Linked DNA regions of Sus scrofa: region 1 is linked to region 2. A link is a contact called in public HiChIP or PLAC-seq data. All regions are on one chromosome and are shown on one strand. Each heading gives the region's core, a stretch centred on a gene start, on an enhancer-like site or on the middle of the called end of the contact. The rest is flanking DNA. Distances are from core to core; before and after follow the strand shown.

The links. HiChIP or PLAC-seq counts read pairs in DNA pulled down with a chosen protein or histone mark.
Region 1: a contact with region 2 is called in an H3K27ac HiChIP or PLAC-seq map of skeletal muscle. The contact joins two enhancer-like sites. A contact is called at or near these places in 1 of 5 promoter capture datasets (liver), 14 of 47 Hi-C or Micro-C datasets (alveolar macrophages, blood, brain and 8 more) and 2 of 2 datasets of contacts at active chromatin or transcription factors (alveolar macrophages and skeletal muscle).

Annotation. Positions count from the first base shown.
Region 1 is chr7:12,713,592-12,716,291 of Sscrofa11.1, forward strand. It overlaps ATXN1 (ataxin-1), which reads right to left. Exons shown (of 8, transcript XM_021099774.1): 2 at 138-279. Among named protein-coding and RNA genes, the nearest start is that of ATXN1, 16 kb to the right of the region's middle. Within about 2 kb of position 1,365, at least 29 of the 83 cell types and tissues checked have an H3K27ac peak or open chromatin away from gene starts, as enhancers often do. A contact at or near this core is called in alveolar macrophages, retroperitoneal adipose tissue and skeletal muscle, where this site is marked.
Region 2 is chr7:12,676,638-12,679,337 of Sscrofa11.1, forward strand. The region is part of intron 2 of ATXN1 (ataxin-1); the gene reads right to left. Among named protein-coding and RNA genes, the nearest start is that of ATXN1, 53 kb to the right of the region's middle. Within about 2 kb of position 1,379, at least 9 of the 83 cell types and tissues checked have an H3K27ac peak or open chromatin away from gene starts, as enhancers often do. A contact at or near this core is called in alveolar macrophages, retroperitoneal adipose tissue and skeletal muscle, where this site is marked.

The DNA of each region.
Region 1 (2,700 bases), core at 115-2,614, 37 kb after region 2:
GATGTCTCCAATTCCCACACATACGGTCTGCAAAGATCTTCCACGGCTACAAAGGGCGCAAACGTGGCCAGTAGGACATCTTCCCACGTCAGGCTTTATCCTCGGATGGAAACTAGAGAGCAAGGCAAAACTCTCACCTGATGTGAGACACACTTCCCTGCCGCGGACGAGGAAGAGGGGACCGCCACCGCTGCCGCCACCGCCGCCGCCGCCGTCCGACGATGACAGACAAATCTGCAGCTTGAATGGGACACCCTGGCGATCTGCTGCACGATCGGCCTGCAAGGGTCCGGGGGATGCAGAAGAGGAAATCCAAAATGAAAAACAGAACACGTGGCCTTAAGAACCATTTCCACCTGAAGGCGTCCAAGCACTGACATCTAAATTTGAAGAACATCACGTTTTGCATGGTGTTCTGAGAATCACACAGCTACCAGCCAGCGCAAAAGGCAGGTCTGGTTCTATTCCATAGGGCTCGGAGGGAGGCCAACACACACAAAAAAAGGTCATTCCTTCAATCAAATTAAGAGCGTGGTCGCCCCATGTGCGCCAGCTACTGTCATGCTTTTCTGTAATGATTCTAACCAATCACCTCATAAACACATCAGAGTAATCACAGGACAATCAGGTGAAAATGGGCATGGATTGAATAGTAATTGAGCCAGAGTCTAATTTTCATGAGGCATATATTATACCATCAACATGCAACCTGAGGGAGAATCATGAAACACCACAGTTATTAGCACACCAGTCTAATGGGATAGAAAGAAAAAGAATCGAATGCAGGAAAAAAAAAAAAAATTTTAAGTATGCACAGACTCACTAGACTTTCCGCTAAACTGTCAATGATTTAATTACTGAATGTATGTCTACTTGACTTTCATTCTGCCACAACATCCTGTTCATGGTTAAGGAAAAATTACCCACTGTATGATGAATGAGTGAATCTGTGAATGGATGAATGAAAGAGAGAAAGAATCAAGCTTCCATATACCTTTCCATCAGGGAGCTTGGTGCTTGTAGTAGTTTTTGTGAGGTAAAGACCTACGCATAGAAATGGAAGAAGGTGAGGACTTGAACGGCTCACATAGGTGCCAGCCCTATCTCTTCAAAAAATATTTTAAAATACTGGTGGTTCCCAACTGTCCACATTACATGGAATCGGTAGCACTGTTATTATAAAAGACTCCCCCAACTGGTCATGGCTGGGCTGATTTTTTAGTCTTTGATTACTGGAGCTGATCTGCATATTTGTTTAGGCTGGTTTTAAATTTAGTTTGGGTTTCCTAAGCCCACGCCAGGTAACAGTAGGAAGGAGAAGGCCCAGGATTATATTGGGTGTCAGAAAGAAACTATTCTGGAGCTATGAATATGATCTCCAATGTGAATAATCTGTAAACAGGTAAGTGAGCCAATTATCCTTGGGTACATGGCAACACATCTCATGATTATTTTCATCCATACACACTCACTATTTTTAAGAGCACAGCCCAGCTGGAAAGGAAAATAATTTCGATTGCCTTCCAACACTTTTCAAAGTAATGAACAGTAGCCAAAATAGGCTTCCTTCAAGCTAACCCATTCACCAAGTATTTATTTAAGCATCTACTGCATGCCTGGGACCTAGAGGCAGAAGTAAGGTTTCTGGGCCTTGGTTTCCCCACAGGTAATCAGTAAGCGTTAAGGAAGAAGAAAGCTGTTCTGGACTGTAACATCCTTGAAGTCCTTAGCAGACACTATCCCTCCGTTAAGAAGTTTGTTGAGTTACAAATATAAATAGGGGTCACGTTAAATAGAAGCGCACAGAATTCCGTTTACTCTCACACAGTACATGTTTTAAGGGGTGGGGTGATCCTGGTGTTATCTAGTAACGTCGTTTTCAAATAAGGCATCAAAATACTTGATCATCATTTGTGAACAAGGTGCGGGGACCAGGGATTTGCAGAGTGCTTGCGTTATGAGCTAACAGTTGAGAGAGTGCTGGCTTGCAAATCGACGTGTGCACACACAATCCTATTTACATATCACCTGGCAGATAAGGTTTTATAGAGTCCAAATTACAGTCTCTGCTCAAGTGCAGAGAACAGTCAAACATGAGGCAAAGGCTGTAAAATATTAATTCACTCTCGCATTGGCATGCCTACTTATTTCAAAAGCACTTGTGTTGCTACACTAGTTAGAGTAATTAAGAGTTAAGACAACTTGCTGTGTTCCATCAGAGAAGAAACGCAAGAATAAAGGCAAAGCAGAGTGGATTTGTTGCAACAATAATATACGAGAAAATCGCTTACAGACTTATACAATACATATCCACTAAAGAAACGGAATACTTAATATTTTAAAAGCCCAGCAGAGCAACGTAACACAATATTACTAATAGTGGAATATTACTAATAGTGGAAGATTAAATGGCCTAAATAATACTAATGTGAAAGTCAGTAATGAGAAGAAAATATAGAAATAATATAAATACAGAAGATACTATAAATACTTCAGGGAGAGGAGGCCAAAGCTCAGGGTGTGATAAAGGACAATGTGCCATGCACAGTGACACACAAAAAAATTTCTTTGACTGTTAGAAGCGTAAATGTTTACAGCTCAGCAGCTATGACAATTAGCACTAAAAACTTCTGCTAAACAACTCGTTCAAACCGTGTCAGTTAAAGAGGACCTAAGTAGAGAAAAAGGAGTTCTCAGCCC
Region 2 (2,700 bases), core at 129-2,628:
TGCTCACTGAGCAATTACTCAAGTCCCTATAAAGCGTTTCTTGAGGACACTTGGGTGCTATGACCCATGCACTACCAGCATCCAGAGAGCAGCAATTTCTCAAGGTGAATCAATCAACAGAGGAGCTTCCAAGTATTATCTACATTCCCAGGTAGCTTGACAAAGAGCATGTGCTAATCGCAGGGGCCTGAGGATCTATCAGTGATGATTCATTGTGAATTATTAGCAAGTCGGTATAACGGTGCCAGCTCTGGCTCAGATGTCACTTAATTCTCCGAGTCTGTGTGACCCAGCCCTAGGCACAGACCTGAAGCCATCTCTGGGCTTGAGGGCCTGAAGGTGGTGAGCGCATGGAGAGCAAGCCTGACAGCGTGGCTTACACACCACTTCTACCTTAGCTTCTTTTCAACTGATTTCCCCAGCCTTTACAGGACAATGGAGCCAAAGCACTGGCTGCTTCAGGAGAGAGTTACATTTGCAACCATGTGCGTGCAGACAATGAAAATCAGCAGCAGATTTAATGAAATAAGCTAAAATCCAGAGCAGGAGTTCCCACTGTGGTGCAGTGGGTTAAGAACCTGACTGCAGTGGCTTGGGTCACCACAGAGACTCAGGTTTGATCCCCAGCCCAGTAGAGCAGGTTAAACAATCTAGGATTGCTACAGCTGCAGCGTAAATCACAGTTGTGGCTCAGATTCAATCCCTGGCCCAGAAAACTTCCATATGCCATGAGTGCAGCCATAAAAAATAAATAAACAAAACCCAGAGCAGAGTCAAAAAGAGCAACAGCCAAGTACTCATAGTCCTAATTAGTGACCGGCTCAGCTGCCATCATCAGGTGCAATGAAGTTTATGTAAGGTTTCTATAAAAATCTCAATTGTGGAAGTTCCTGTTGTGGCTCAGAGGTAACAAAACTGACTAGTATCCATGAGGATGTGGGTTAGATCCCTGGCCTCACTCAATAGGTTAAGGATCCAGTGTTGCCGTGAGCTGTGGTGTAGGTTGCAGATGCAGCTCAGATCTGATGTTGCTGTGGCTGTGGTGTAGGCCGGCAATTGTAGCTCTGATTTGACCCCCAGCCAAGGGAACTTCCATATGCTGCAGGTGGGGCCCTAAAAAGCAAAAAAAAACAAAAACAAAAACAAAAAAAACCTCAATTGTGGTAAAGGGTCAGTGACGTCCACAAAATGCTAGCTCTTTTGCCCTATTAAGCTTAAATACAAAGGCTCAGTACCAAAATCTGAAACGCTTTAGCCACAGAAATATGACAATGTATTTTGCTTAGTAATATGCCTGGAGTAAAATGAAAGAGAGGGCACCAGAAGGTCAGTGCCTGCTTCCCTAAATCATGCCAGGATATGGGAAGCCAAAGGGCCCCAGACCAAGGAGGAAAAGCCAAGCTCACTGCAAAGGAGCGGGAGTATTAAGCACCTCCTTTCCTGTTCACTGTCACATGGTCTGATTTCCTTCTTCTGTTTCAGAACTTCTAACCTCTAGGTCGCACTCCTACTCCCAGAAGAACCGATGAGTAAGTGAGCTGCTCGTTCCCAAGGAAAACTCTTACTTTCACATTTGCAGTGTGTTTCATTGGAAATGCTGTGTTTGGTGCCACAACCCAACTAAGAATTAAACATTACATGCTCATTGGTAAATTATCAAAATGTAAACCAACAGCTATGGCAGAGATCATCTGAACTGCCAAGAATTCTAACACTATGATTCTGGTGAAAAAGAACATTTCCCCCTTCTGTTTAGACTTGGGGTAGGTTTGCCCTTGACTACAATGTGTTCACATGTGCGTGTATGTATAATGTAGACACAGAGATAACCATGCACTTTTGTTCCTACTTTTCACGTGGAATTTCCAAGTAGGATTATCCTAAGTGCAGATAAGGCAGCAAGATAAGATTATCATTCTTTAAGTATTTCTACCCATCATCATTTTGGTAGTGGTTTTGTTTCCATGACCACTACATTTCCTGGGGGCCATGTACTAATTTCCCATCACATTTAACATAATGCCTTGCACACAATGAGTATTCAATAAACATTTGTTGAGGAGCTAACCTCATAGTATCAATTCCCATGAACAGAAATCCGTACTCTCAAGTGAATTTCTGACATAAGCAAAATGCAACAGAAAATGTTAATGTTTTACAGATCTTCTTATAGAGAAAATTATTAAATATTTATTAAGCATTTTTATACCAAAAACTCCCGAGGGCAGAGTAAACATGAATATTTTTCTATACCCCCCAAATTAGAGGATGAAAGAGCAACTTTACTTCACTTGTGCAGAATGAGAAATCGCCTTTTGAATTCATGCTAAACAGCTACATGAAGCAGCAGACTGTCAAAAACTGTCAAGTGAATAATTATTGATTGGAGCCTGAAGATTAAAAATGAATGCAGGTTAACAGATGAAGACGGCTTTAAGAAAAAGCATATAATCTAAAACTAGACCTATCAGACAGTGAATCTGCCAGTCAGGCTTGTCGGGCTTAGAATGAAAGGTTTCCAAGAAAATGATGATAACAATGAAATAAAAATGAACCACACAAGGGGATTTGTGACAGTCTAGGATGACTGAGCCAGGTTCTCCTGGTGGCCTGCAACCCACATGCCCTCCCTGCTTTAGGCATTGACATAAATGCCAGGGGCTGGGCCGAGAGACTGAAACTGCTGGTCATCAGCCCTGT